Linked DNA regions of Sus scrofa: region 2 is linked to region 1. The links are chromatin contacts, called in public HiChIP or PLAC-seq maps. All regions are on one chromosome and are shown on one strand. Each heading gives the region's core, a stretch centred on a gene start, on an enhancer-like site or on the middle of the called end of the contact. The rest is flanking DNA. Distances are from core to core; before and after follow the strand shown.

The links. HiChIP or PLAC-seq counts read pairs in DNA pulled down with a chosen protein or histone mark.
Region 2: an H3K27ac HiChIP or PLAC-seq map of skeletal muscle shows a contact between it and region 1, with 2.5 times the contacts expected there. The contact joins two enhancer-like sites. A contact is called at or near these places in 2 of 47 Hi-C or Micro-C datasets (heart right ventricle and skeletal muscle) and 2 of 2 datasets of contacts at active chromatin or transcription factors (alveolar macrophages and skeletal muscle).

The regions. Positions count from the first base shown.
Region 1 is chr4:2,696,051-2,702,899 of Sscrofa11.1, forward strand. All of the region lies in intron 2 of PTK2 (focal adhesion kinase 1), which reads left to right. Among named protein-coding and RNA genes, the nearest start is that of PTK2, 43 kb to the left of the region's middle. Within about 2 kb of position 3,206, at least 4 of the 83 cell types and tissues checked have an H3K27ac peak or open chromatin away from gene starts, as enhancers often do. A contact at or near this core is called in skeletal muscle, where this site is marked.
Region 2 is chr4:3,051,706-3,059,315 of Sscrofa11.1, forward strand. LOC110260210 (a long non-coding RNA gene) reads left to right here. Exons shown (of 2, transcript XR_002343053.1): 2 at 1-984. Among named protein-coding and RNA genes, the nearest start is that of TRAPPC9, 9.7 kb to the right of the region's middle. Within about 2 kb of position 4,411, at least 13 of the 83 cell types and tissues checked have an H3K27ac peak or open chromatin away from gene starts, as enhancers often do. A contact at or near this core is called in skeletal muscle, where this site is marked.

The DNA.
Region 1 (6,849 bases), core at 1,956-4,455:
GAGCTCCGGGAGGGCAGTGTCCACTTTGCTCATGCGAAACGTGCTGTCCGTCATCTTCCGGCTCCTCGTGCAGGTTTCGGAGACGTGTTTTCTGTGCCTCTTTCGTCTCTATTGCACTGCCTTGCAGGTGCAGCTCACTCAGCTTCCCACGCTGGACACTGCCTCTACTCCACTTCCCGGGGCGGCCGTGCTCCGCGTGGAGTCCCCGCCTTCTGTTCCGTGGTGCGGGGTTGCTTCCAGCCGGCCCCGGAGGGTGCAGGTGGAGCTCCCTGGAGTGTTTCCTCCTTGGGGGTCGCAGTCCTGCCCATTGTCTCAAGAGCTGACCAAAGGTGTTTCCTGGATTTGGTCCGTTTTCTGTTTGTTTCCCACAGAGGCATTCTCCGTCGTGGTTAATACCCTTCCTGGCTGGAGTGGGCATCCTGAGGTCAGTGCTTTTTAATGGCAGACAGTTCACGTGTTAAACTTTCTGGAAAACAATATGGTGAAATTGTATTTGTTTTAGCTTCGCCACTGCTTTTACTGTCTACGAAATCTCAGGTAATTTCCATTTTAACAGAGGGAAGGAAGTCTATGTTTTGGCAAAACTTTGATTTTCGTTACTTTGTTATTAAATTGGTATCTGATATTTGGTTTATTCTGCATTGTATTTAATGCAGCATAGCGTTTCTTGCCTGGTTTATGAAATGCTGTGTTTTTTGTCATGAATGTAACCGTTAAGCCCAGCTCCTTCAAGCAAGTCAGCTTCTCCCAGTCCCTTATCCACCTGTCGGAGTACGTGGGTCTGTGTGAACAGTGGGTGTGGCTGGGCCCCGCGAGTGAGCGTGGAGGCCGGGGAAACGTGGCAGGGTTTGCACGTCTTTGGCCAGCACAGTGCTGAGCGTCTGCTGTGACCCGGCCCTGTGCGCTGTACTCTTGGAGGTCATTTTCCCCCTCTGATCTTTCGGATGATTTGTTGGAGATTTGCATTATTTTTGGCTCTTCTTCTAGTTTTTGATGTAAATTTTAGTAACCCAATTTCTCCCTTTTTTAAAAAAAACTTTGTTAATTTGTGAAGTTGAAATTATTATCAATAGAACTGTTAGTATAGTGCATTAATCACAGTAATTCTTCATTATGTAAACCTCTATGAAATGTCATGTCATAAAATCAATAACTGTGTACAAGTGACAGCTGCTTTGAAATACAGAAGCCAGGGAGAATAACGACTTGGGGTTGTGTATATGACATTTACTCAGAACCTCTGTCACATAGGTTAGGACAAACTCTGGAATGAGGGGTGAAGGTGGCTTTTAGGCACCACAGCCAGGCTGCTTTAACTGGGACCTAACTGGGACAGATGTGGGCCTCCTCAAATGATAGGCCTGTTCTGGACCTGCGCTGTCGATGAAGGCTACCTGTTGAGTTTACGTGGAAACGTCCGCCTTAGATGTACCCTCTTTTGATGGACTAGGGCAGATGAGGCTTGGTCAGTCTCGGAGCTGAATTTTCACCGGGCAGTACATACGTCAGCAGTGGTGTGTTGGAGAAAGATGTGATCACTTGTGTGCTTAATTTTGTCATAATCTATTATAAATTTCTTTTTCTTTTCTTTTCTTTTTTTTGTCTTTTTGCCATTTCTTGGGCCGCTCTCGCGGCACATGGAGGCTCCCAGGCTAGGGGTCGAATCAGAGCTGTAGCCGCCGGCCTACGCCAGAGCCACAGCAACGCGGGATCCAAGCCGCGTCTGCGACCTACACCACAGCTCACGACAATGCCGGATCCTTCACCCACTGAGCAAGGCCAGGGACCAAACCCGCAACCTCATGGTTTCTCGTTGGATTCGTTAACCACTGTGCCACGACGGGAACTCCTATTATAAATTTCTTGAATAAAACTTTTGAATTAGTGAATATATAAAAGATATTTTACTTAGGAAAAATGCATTCTCTTGAGTCTGACTTTTCATCTTTAGAGTTAAATCTTTAGATGTAAATGTCAGCATAGACTTGTGTTTATTAGGCACTGAAGGTAGTTTTCTATTGCGCATACGTCTGGAAGATTGCCGAAAATATATCCTCCTTTCCCGTTGCTCCCAAAGCCCGCCTTTTCCCCTCTCCTTACTTTTACTCAGGCGAGAAGACTTGAAAGGGGAAAGGGCAGGGGTAGCTTTTTATGCAGAATGTTCTGCCTTTGAAGATGGGGTCCGTTCCTACATGGATTTTATCTGGAAGAGGCGGATAAAAGCATGGCCAGCGTCTGCATGGCATTTGCCCAGGAACCATGAAGGCCGTTTTTATTTAGGACGCATCGTGGCTGCTGTCGGGAATTCACCCAGACGGCGAGTGCAGGGTCCGGCTGAGCTGCAGCCAGCACGCCTCGTGACATGCTTGCTTTCTGCGGTGTCCGACTCCGTGTGAGGGAGACAGAAGGTGGCTCTCACTGTAGGTTGTGGTGGACGTGCCCAAGGAGGAGAGCGTATCTTGTCTTAGGTGGCCGTCGGAGTGCAGTGGGGACAGCTGAGTTTGAGAACATTATTAAGGAGATTGGCGAGGAGGGGCCAAGAAGGCGGAATGAGGGACTCAGGCTTGCCTCCTGTCACGAAAACACCCAAGTCACAACCAACTGCTGAACCACCATTGACAGAAAAGACTGGAAACTGCCCCAAAGGAATTCTCTACCCTAACGACAGAGAAGGAGCTGCAAGGAGATGGTAGGAGGGGCACTTTACCGACATAATCAAACTCCTGTCCTCCGGGTGGGCGACCTACAGACTGGAAAACAACTGTATCGCAGAGGGTCCCCCTCGGGGGCGAGCATTCCGAACCCCAGGTCAGGGTCCCAGCCTGGGGGTCCCGCACTCGGAGGAGGAGCCCCCAGAGCATCTGGCGCCGCAGGCCAGTGGAGCCTGCGTGCGGAGCTCCTCAGGACAGGGACCAGCCTGGCGTCTGGGTCAGACCTACCTGCCGTCTTAGAGGGTCTCCTGGGAGAGCAGGGGCGGCTGTCCCTCGCGGTGGGGCAGGAGATGAGAGACAGAGGCCCTGGGGATAATCAAGGCAGGAGCTCCCTGGAGGTTGTCAAATTGGAAATGAGACCTGGCCCCACCCAAGAGCCTGCAGACTCCAGTGCTGGACCACCTCAGGCCGAACAGCCGACGGGGTGGAAACACAGCCCCACTCATTGCCGACAGGCTGCCTAAACCCTGCTGCCTCTAAACACAGCCCTTGACAGGGCCCTCTCCCCCAGCCAAGCCCCGCCCTCCAGTGCGTGCACATGGCCCTCCATCTGGAAGCCGGCACAAGCCCTTCGTGCCCTGGGACCAGCCTCACCCACCAGGAGGCCGATCACCAGAAGCCAGAGGGGCTACAGCCCTGCAGCTGTTGAACAGAGACCGCAGAGAAAGCCAGACAAAAAGAGACGGCAGAGAAGCGTGTTCCAGAGAAGGAACAGGACAGGAGTGAGATTGCAGTGAGTATGTTTAGTCAACTGCTGTATGGAAAACTCATACTGTAGTGAGTATGGGTTGTACCTTTGAGGTCGTGCGGAAACAGCTGTGAATGTACTTCATATATTTTGGGACCTGGGGTATGCGGTTACATTTTACATGAAACCCTGCAGGTGGAAATGCGGTTATTTTTGTGTTCTCTTTTATTCTTGTTGGGTTAATTCACATTTCTATTGTTTACTTAAATGTAGTATTTGATTTCTATAAAAAGCTTGGGAAATATACATCAGGAAATTCCTGTGCTCAGAGGTTGTTCTTAGGTGGTAATTCAAGGGTGCCAATGAAGGAATATGCTTTAAGCCACTTTTAATTATATCCAGACTTTATATGTATTTATAGAAAACATTAAAAGGGCACTCATAATTTAAATGCACTTTATATGTACATATTCATTTTGTAACTTTATTTTCAGCAAAATCAGGTTTGGAGATGCTTAAATCCATAGCTGAAATAAATGACAGTTTCTCCAAGAAATAAGTATAGAAGTGTGCCATAATGATTATAAAAAGAAGACTCAAGGACTTTAAAGTATTTTCGCAGTTTCTTGGACTTTCTTCTTCATTGCAGAATAGAAGTCAAGTGGATTTTTAAAAAATGTGCAAATCAGCTCCTGTATTATAGGAGGTCCATGTTGCTATACTTTATAATTAGGTCTTGTTTTGTTTTTCCTATGGTCAGATTTAAGGTGTTTTCACTTATTGCTGTTAGTTACCTTTTCATCTGTTTTCAGTGTTTAAGTTTTCTGTTTTCGAATGGACAACCTTATTATCTGTAGGTGCATGGAGAGGTCATATCCCGAAAGAGCAGTAGTCAGTTCCCGTCGTGGCGCAGTGGTTAACGAATCCGACTGGGAACCATGAGGTTGCGGGTTCGATCCCTGCCCTTGCTCAGTGGGTTGACGATCCGGCGTTGCCGTGACCTGTGGTGTAGGTCGAAGACGCAGCTCGTATCCCGTGTTGCTGTGACTGTGGTGGAGGCTGGTGGCTACAGGTCTGATTAGACCCCTAGCCTGGGAACCTCCATGTGCCGAGGGAGTGGCCCAGAAAAGGCAAAAAGACCAAAAAAAAAAAAAAAGAGAGAGAGAAAAGAAAAGAGCAGTAGTCAATATAATGGTTTTATTTAATTAACTGAAAGCAGTTTTTTTTCCCTAAAAGATTATCTTTTTAAGAAGTTAAAGAAAAGTTCTTTAGAATATCTTGTATCTTATCAGATTAAAGAGCTGCAGGTAAAAGTAATTTTTTAGATTTATAATTTTCGTGGGACATAAGTTGAAAATTTTATATCCTGTTTCACATATACACACACACTTATGACTGTTTTTAAAATGCAGTACCAAAGGGCTAAGGACTGTGGGAATATTGTGTTTTGAGATGCTTCTTTTCCTTTACTTGTGGAGGTGTACAAAAGCCCAGGTTTGCAAATTAGCTTCAGGCCGTCCTTGAAGTGAATTGATCTTTTTTTTTAGGTTGGCTACAGGTCCCCTGGAATGTGAGAGCTGGAGGCGGGAAGATCCCTTTGCCTCTGTCTTTGGTGGGGTCTCTGTAATACCGGGGGCGCTTCCTCCCCAGTCTGTCCCGTTACGCATTGTGGCCTCGGGTCTGCTGAGTGCATCGCACCACTCTGATTTTTATCTGTAGACAGCTCTCCTCTCGACCTCGTTTCCTGCCAGTAGTTCTACCACAAGAATCAGCAAACCCCACAGATGGAGGCTTTTCTTCCTCTCTCCCAAAGACATAGTTGTTAAATATTTGTGGGTACATCCTGCTTGCATATATCCCTATCCTTGTGCACCTGTGACACATGGAGATTCCCAGGCAAGGGGTCCAGTGGGAGCTACAGCTGCCGGCCTGCGCCACAGCCGCAGCAACGCCAGATCCGAGCCATGTCTGCGACCTACACGGCAGTTCATGGCAATGCGGATCCTTAACCCACTGAGCAAGGCCAGGGATCGAACCTGCAACCTCATTTCTGCTGTGCCATGACAGGAACTCCAAATTCTTTTATTTTTTTATTTATCCATTTTTTATTTACTTATTTATTTTTAGGGCTGCACCTGCAGCAGATGGAGGTTCCCAGGCTAGGGTAGCCAGGGATCAAACCCTTGTCTTCATTGGAGTTCCCGTCGTGGCGCAGTGGAAACAAATCTGACTAGGAACCATGAGCCATTCCTGGCCTCGCTCAGTGCTCAGTGGGTTAAGGATCCAGTGTTGCGGCGAGCTGTGGTGTAGGTCACAGAGGCGGCTGGGATCCCGAGTTGCTGTGGCTGTGGTGTAGGCTGGCAGCTATAGCTCCGATTTGACCCCTAGCCTGGGAACCTCCATATGCCACGGGAGCAGCCCTAAACAAAACAAAACAAAACAGCCCCCCCAAAACAAAAGAAACAAACCCATGTCCTTATGGATACTAGTTGGGTTCACTGCTGCTGAGCCACAATGGGAACTCCAAATAACTGAAATTAATTCCAGTAATAAATATCATAATTCTTTGATCTGATCTGGTTTAAAATGATGAGAAATTAAAGATAAATTCCCAATTCCTCCCACCCCAAACCTTGTACCATCAGTCGTCCCTCTCCATTCCTCCGTGGCCCCAGTCCTAGGCAGCCACCAGTCTTTGTGGCTTCCTACAGATTCGCCTGTCCTGGACCTCCGTGCAGAAAGCGTCGTGCGGTAGCTGGTCTTTAGGTGGGGCTTCCTTGGCTTAGCTTCATCCGTGTTGCGGTCTGTGTTGGTCCCACTCCGGTTATTGCTGAGTAATGTTCGGGAGGAAATCCACGGCCTCGGCTCTCATGTTTGCAGCCTGCCAAAACCGTTCCTGTTTTTCCGTCCTCTGGCCGCAGTTTCCTATGCATGCGGAGCCCGGATTCTCAGCCTCCTCCTTGTTCGCAGGATGGGCAAATAAACACCGAAAAAGCCGCTGAAGGAGATCGGCTCAGCCTTGTGGTTCTTCACCCTCTGAAGTTATAGCCCCTCTTGTTCGCGCTGCCGTAGCAGCTCTTCAATTGTTGTGTTTTATGCACTTCTCTTGTTTTCTGGAGGAAATGCTGTTCTACTGCCAGCTGTTGCTTCTCTCTTGGATTCAGAAATCTCAAAAAGGGGGGAAGGAGGAACCTTTTAATAAGTTAGTATGTACAGTCTCTCCTCCTGTAGCTGTCACGCCCTGACTGTGTGGCTTGTCGTGTGAGTCATTGCTGCTGTTACTCTAGATCTTTGGACCGAAATAGAAGGATTTCTGCTGTGTCCTAGGAGGAGCAAATATCCGTCATCAAGCATGGATTTTGCTCACATGTTTTTAGGGCTTGCCCCCTTCACAGTCAGACATTTATGGATTGAGGAGCTTGCCGCCCTGTGAGGACAGGATCATTATTA
Region 2 (7,610 bases), core at 3,161-5,660, 360 kb after region 1:
ATCTGGCGTTGCCATGAGCCGTGGTATAGGTCGCAGATACGGCTTAGATCTAGCGTGGCTGTGACTGGGGTATAAGCTGGCTACTACGGCTCCAATCCAATTAGACTCCCACCTCGGGAACTTCCATATACCGTGGGTGTGGACCTAAAACAAATAAATAAATAAATGAAATAAAAAGAAGCCAAGTGCTGACCCACTTTGCCCAGACTGCTCCGGCTCAGACTTGTCCCTCTAGAAGGAAATTTATTTCCAGTACATGCTGTTCCCAGGGCTGACATCACCCACCTCAGTCAGAAGGAAAAGTACTTATGAGAGCTCTCAGGAGCCAGCGGCCAATCTGATAATGGAGCAGAAGTTCTGCAAAAAGCTGGCATTTATTAAAAACTGCATCAGCCTGGTGATGGAGTTTGCCCTGAGTTAGAATCTCCAGCTAAGAGAAATGCTTGTGGCATTTGGTCCCTGGCACTCCAGCCATCCTGAGCATATCCTGGCAGGCCACAAAGTAGCAGCAGCCTGGCTTACGGCAGGGGTGACTGCCCTTGCCTCCCCAGTGGCCACAAGTCTCTGAGTTCCGTGCCTGGGTTCTGTTGAGGGTGGCTCTGCTGGTCCCCTCTCCGAGGCTGGCACCAACACTTACAGAGATGCAGCAGGTGGGGTCAGAGGCGTAGACTGGAGGTGGCCGACCTCCGCTTATGCTGGCGCTCCTTTCACTAACCTGACAGAGAGCCTCAGCTACCCACCTGTGCTCGTCACCAACTTGGTTGTTTAAACAACACTTTATTTTTTTTTCTCTTGAAGTTCTGGGGGACAGAAGTCCTGGAATCAGAGCGTTGGCAGGGCTGTGTCCCCCCGGAAGTCCTAAGGGAGGACACACGCCTAGCTTTTTCCAGCGTCCAGGGCTGCCTGCATTCCCCAGCTCGTGGCCCCTTCCTCCGAGTTCACAGGCAGCACTTGGGGCTTTCGGCTCTCTCTTTCATCACCGCACCTTCTTCTCTGATTCTGGCCCTCCTGGCTCCCTTATAAGGACCTTTGTGATGACACCAGGCCCAGGCCGGGTAAGCCAGCATCGTCTCCCATCCCGAGATCCTTAATTGAAGTGCATGTGCAGAGTTCCCTTGGCCAGGTAAGGTCACATGCTCACCAACTCCATGAATACGTCCTGGCATCTCTGAGGGCAGTGTTGCTCCCACAGGGATGGTCATGTATGCTTTGAAGGTTGTTGGCAGGTTTCCTGATGCACGCGGTCTGTGCATTTGCCGGGGCACCTTTTCTCTGTCCCCTTTTACAAGTGGGAGGGTCCTACTGCGAGTCCGAACCCCATGGCCTGGTTCCATGTCCCCAAGGCCTGACATGGTGACCAGCTAATGCTGTTCCCTCCTGGGTTCAAGTCTCCTCCTCCTCTGCGACGTTCAGGACCCCATGTCCTCCTTCCAGCTTCAGCCTTGTGCCTTCTGTTTCTGGTCAAGAGAATTATCTTGCTTTTTTTTTTTTTTTTTGTCTTTTTGCCTTTTCTAGGGTTGCTCCCGCAGCATATGGAGGTTCCCAGATTAGGGGTCTAATTGGAGCTGCAGCTGCCGGCCTACACCAGAGCCAGAGCAACGCAGGATCCGAGCCGCATCTGCAACCTACACCACAGCTCACGGCAATGCCAGATCTTTAACCTGCTAAGCAAGGCCAGAGATTGAACCCACGACCTCATGGTTCCTAGTCGGGTTCATTAACCACTGAGCTACGACGGGAACTCCTGTTTATCTTGCTTTTTGTGCACCATTATATATACCGTAAGTTTCCCTCTTTTATAGTTTCTCCGCCATCGCTGTGATTTGGAACAGAGAGCACATGGGAACTTAGAGTCACCCTCCACCCAGACTGGAATTCTATTCCCTGAGGAGCTGTCTGTTACTATACCAGTGACTTGAAGTGTTTTAGGGGGGAGTTCCCTGGTGGTCTAGTGGTTAAGACGTGGTGCTTTCACTGCTGGAACCTATGTTCAATCCCTGGTCTGGGAACTCGGATCCCCCGTTAAGCTGCTGCATGCTGTGGCCAAAAACCAAACACATTTTTTGAAGAATTCTCAAAAACGACATATAGCTGCAAATGGATCTTATGTTGATACCAAAATGTTTTCAACCGAAGTCGTTGAAAAGGATGTAAATCCCAGCACTTCTAAATACTGAAATTTTAACAGAAAAAATGTTCATCTTAAAATACGTCCAAGCAGAATCTAAATTCCATGTTAATCTCTTGAAAACCTTCGCGTACACACTCTTCCTAAAGCCAATGAAGAGGCAGTCTCGGTGGAAAGGAAAGTTGCTTTAGTTGGGATTCCAGGAAGCCCAGTGGGGGGGGGAGGGCCAACTTATGTCCCCAGGCCCACTCCCCCCACGGGCAGTGGTTGGCAAAATCTTCTGTAGCTGGAAAGGGGCTATGTGCAGAAACAGCACAGTCCGTGCTGACAGTCGTGGTAAAATTGGTCATGCGGGGTCTGACCAGCGTCATCTTGATGCTTTTCAGCACAATTCATCCTCAGCTCAGGGGCAGGTTGTTCCCATTCCTCTGAGGCCAGTTCTCGGAATTGTGCCGGCTTGTGTCATGGCTGCTGTCTGGGCAACATGTTAGGTTCTGAGGTGGGGATTTTAGTGTCTGCAGGACAGCTCACAGAATGTGGCTCAGCGTATTATCTGTAGCCCTTGAGGAGGAACTAAAAGTCCTTGCTTTTGTTTAATGACTAAACTATTATCCTTTGGTCTCATTGGACTGTTTTCCTTTTTTCTGCATTTTCTCATGTCTCTGATTCAACTTTTCTCTTTTTTTCTTTTCTTCCTGTTTTATGGCCACATTTGCTACGTGCGGACATTCCTGGGCCAGTCACGGAATTGGAGCTGCTGCTGAGACCTACAGCAGCCACGGCAACCCTGGATCCTTAACCCACTGAGAGAGGCAAGGGATCGAACCTGCATCCTCATGGACACTATGTCAGGTTCTTAACCACTGAGCCACAAGGGGAGCTCCCTTCAGCTTAGAATATTCTAGACAAAAGGCGGGTCCTGTTCTGCTTCACTGTTTCCATCCTCCTCTCCCACCACCTTTTATCTTTTTACTGAGCACCTGACATATGTCCCTTCAAAGAACACAGCTATGTAAATTAAAATTTTATTGGGCTTCCGGAGGTTCTGTCGTGGCGCAGCAGAAATGAATCCGACTAGTAACCATGAGGTTGTGGGTTCAATCCCTGGCCTCGCTCAGTGGGTTAGGGATCCAGGGATCCAGTGTTGCCATGAGCTGGGGTGTGGGTTGCAGACATGGCTCGGATCTGGCGTTGCTGTGGCTGTGGTGCAGGCTGGCAGCTGTAGCTCCCATTGGACCCTGAGCCTGGAAACCTCCATATGCCTCGGGTGGTGCGGCCCTAAAAAGACAAAAAAATAAAAACAAATTTTATTGGACTTCCCTGGTGGCTCAGCAGGCTAAGGATCAGGCGTTGTCACTGCTGTGGCGTGGGTTTGATCCCTTGCCCAGAAAAGCCCACATGCCTCAAGTGCAGCCAAAAAAAAAAAGAGGAACATTAATCTGTCAAAAGCAAAATGAAACTTTTTTTCTTTTCGCAAAACGGTACTTTTGATTTCTTATTGAATTCATATAAAATATGTAACTGAGTTACAGACTGAGCTGCAGGAAAGTGAAAATACTGAGACTTCCTCATTGCTGAGAAAAGGCCTGATGGAAGGTTGGCTTTCCCAGCATGCTTTTTGCACATGTCAATAGTTCTAATTGTAAGGAAAAATGGTCCAAAATTTAGAAATGAGGCAGAGAGCATCCTGCTACATATCTTGCAGTGTTAATCTGGTGGTGTCATTTGGGGCTTTTAAAAAGCTGTAAGGGTGGGTGTTAAATTCTAGAAAACTGATTATGATGCAAGATTCTTGAGCTATAGCAAAGCAAATACATATTGTCTCATGGAGATGCAAATGAGCAGATTACAACCCAAGACTTAAGAGTTTTATTTTGTGTTCATTTTGCCGTCTTCTTCCTGTATTCTTTCTTTCAAGGAATATATATTTGCTTCTCTCTCTTATACCCTTTTTTGGACACAGCTTTTTTAGCCTGCTGTTTCCTTCATTGAGGAATTCAGGTTGGTGCCGTTTCATATTATATCCTTGTTATCGATTGGATTGGCTACATCGCTGCACGTAATAGCCTGCACCCACTGTAAGCACGGGATTCAGTGAGGTTTGATGAAGGTACACACCTGGGCCACCACTGCCACCGTCCAAGTATCCCCCCCGACCACCATCAACCCAGAGTCCCTCTGCCCCTTCCCAGCTGGGCCCATCTGGACCCAGGCGACACTTGAGCAGGCTGGCCTGTTCTAGCTTCTCACACACATGAAGTCATTTACTCTCCGGCGTCAGACTTTCTCTCACCAGCACAGCCAGGCGAGCCCCCGCCTCGTAGCTCGTGTCGCAGCTGCTTCCTGTTTATCTACGTGGAATTCCCATTTCCCCGCTGATGGGCGTGGGATCACTTCCCATTTGTGATGATTACGAATGAACTGCTGTGAACACTTGCGGAGTAGGTTTCTGTCCGTCTTCCCACGAGGGGAAGGGCTGGGTCCTATGGTTTGTGTGCACGTGTGGAGCGGAAACCTCCAGACCTCATGGCAAAGCGTTTATGCCATGACATTCCCTGGAGCAGTGTCGCCCTTGTCCCCCTGGCTTTTGTTGGTCCAGCATAGAGGGTTCCAGTCGGAGAGCCCAGTGTGGGGACAGGAGGACGCCCCCCGCCCCCCAGCCCATGTGCACACGTGGGTGCTGAGCCCAGGCTCACACTTACCTTCAGAGCCCACACCCCCTCTCCCTTCCGATGCCTGTCTCGTCAACTCGGTGCAAGTGCTGGTCTCCGGGGACCTCGCTCGGTGCCCCGGGTCAGCCGGAGTCCAGGCAGAAAGGCGGGCGGTCGGGGCTCACAGCTCACCTGCTGGTCTTCTGTCGGGGCGCAGGCCTGAGCTGGCTGCTGTGCAATGTCTGAGAGCCATTCTCTTTTTCCTCCCAGTTTTCTAGTTGTTTCCAGTGGGAGGGTCAGTCTGGCTGCTGTGAGTCGCCCTACATTTGTTTGCCGCCTTTTGAAAATTGGACTTTTACGTAATTTGGACGGAGGTGCACAGCCAAGGCGTGGGGCTTTGCCATGACATTTGTTGTGTGGGTGAAATAAGCTTTCCTTTGGGTTTTACCTGCACTTTCTCTCTTGGCTCTTAAGACTCTCCCTTAGGTGGGAAAGGAGAGTCTGTGCTTCACTGCACGTGGAGCCTAAGGTGGATCAATTTTAGGAAGGACCGCATGTGGACACTGGGATTTTCAGGGGGAAACTGAAGCCCTTAAAACAGACAGCACCTCTCGTTCTTAGAAAAGTGTCTGTCATATATATACATAGACACACACACATATATATTTTACTTTTTAGGGCCACACCTGTGGCATATGGAGGTTCTCAGGTTGGGGGTTCTAATCAGAGCTACATCTGCCAGCCTACACCACAGCCAGAGAGGTACAGGATCCAAGCTGTGTCTGTGACCTACACCACAACTCACAGCAATGCCGGATCCTTAACCCACTGAGCGAGGCCAGGGATCGAACTCGAAACTTCATGGTTCCTAGTTGGATTTGTTTCCACTGTGCCACAATGGGAACTCCATGTCTGTCATACTTTAAATGCTCCATAAATGGTAGCTATTATTAGTGCAACATAATAAAGGGAGCAAGGGCCACGTTCAAGCTGCCTCTTTGTAGCAAAGCTACTTGGCTGCGTGAGGCCCCTGGGATGTTTCTTTATCCCAGTCGAGTCAGGGGATCTGATCTAAGCCTGCTTTCCTGAGCTAGAGCCCGCAGCTCCTGGTCACTTCTCTTTGGACTCATAACAGCCTTCCACTGACGTCCGACCCCATCCTGGTTCCTGTGCTGGAGAGGAAGCTCATAGACCTGTGAGGGGGCCAGATGCCCGTTGGATAGGCTGGCAGCTGTAGCTCTGATTTGACTCCTAGCCCAGGAAACGCCGTCTGCCACGGGTGCGACCCTTAAAAAAAAAAGAAACAGTAGCAGTTCAGCCAGGCTGAACCTCGGCAAGAGGGTGGCATGGCAGGGAGTGGGGCTGGGAGCAATTTTTTTTTTTCTTTTCTGGGGCTGCACTCGTGGCATATGGAGGTTCCCAGGCTAGGGGTCGAATCAGAGCTGTAGCCACCGGTCTACCCCACAGCAACTAGGGATCTGAACCACGTCTGCGACCTACACCAGAGCTCACGTCAACGCTGGACCCTTAACCCACTGAGCGAGGCCAGGGATCGAACCCGTGTCCTCATGGATGCTAGTTGGGTTCATTAACCACTGAGTCATGATGGGAACTTCAGCAATTTTTTTTTTTTTTTAAGGGCCACACCCACAGCATATGGAGGTTCCAGGCTAGGGGTCAAAATCAGAGCTGTAACCTCTGGCCTACACCACAGCCACAGCAACGCCACATCCTAACCGCGTCTGTGACCCACAGACCACAGCTCACGGCAACGCTGGATCCTTAACCCACTGAGTGAGGCCAGGGATTGTACCTGCGTTCTCATGGATGCCAGTCGGATTCTTTTCCACAGAGCCATGACAGGAACGCCAAGGGAATAATTTTTTAAGACAACTTTATTGAGCTATAAGTCACACAGCACACAATTTACACATTTGAGGAGTACAACGCATTGGCTTTTAGTAAGTTCAGAGTTGCATGCAACCACAGGGAGCAATTTTTTTCTGTTTTTGTTTTTTTTAGGGCCACACCAGAGGCATATGGAAGTTCCCAGGCTAGGGGTCAAATCGGAGCTACAGCTGCCAGCCTACACCACAGCAACACGTGATCCGCGCCACGTCTGTGAATAGGGAGCAATTTTGGAAGCCAGTGTAAGGTCCTACTGAAGGCAACCTCCCCGGGGCTTTGGGGGGATTGTGTGGGTATAGAAAGTTTAGGGGAAGCTGGAACAGTGGTGGGTCCAGACAGAAAAGGCAACAGGTGGCAGACCTTGTGCTGAGCAAGCACAGCTCCATCAGGCATTCTGTGGGTTGCGTTTCTCCCACCTGCTAGCCCCCGGTAACCACCATTCTAGTTTGTTTCTTTGGGTGATCTGAATCCCCTCTCCCGGCTTCAGAGAAAGAAGGAAAGGAATGGCCAAAGTATGGATAATTCAGGTGGAAAAAAAACCTTCCACTTAATCAATGTTATTTAAATAATTTGATCTGTGTTGTTTGAACAATTCAGATAAATGCTGTGTTGAGTTGGTAGATAGCAGTGATTTAGTCTCGGTCATTAAAAAAAATTCAGCTTTAATGCTGTAGCATTTGACACACAAAAAGGCATAAAAATGACATAACTCGAAGTATGAAAACTTGGTATGTTATATATAACATATCCAATTGGGTTACTATTGTTTATATGTAATATATGATATATAATGTAATATGAAAAAAGTTGAATTCTAAAGAACTGTCACTGCCGATTCAGTTAAATTTCTCTTGCGAATTCCTTCCTGACTTCAGTCTAGTCTGAATTTGCCCAGGACTGACCAGGCTCACCTGAAAAAGTGA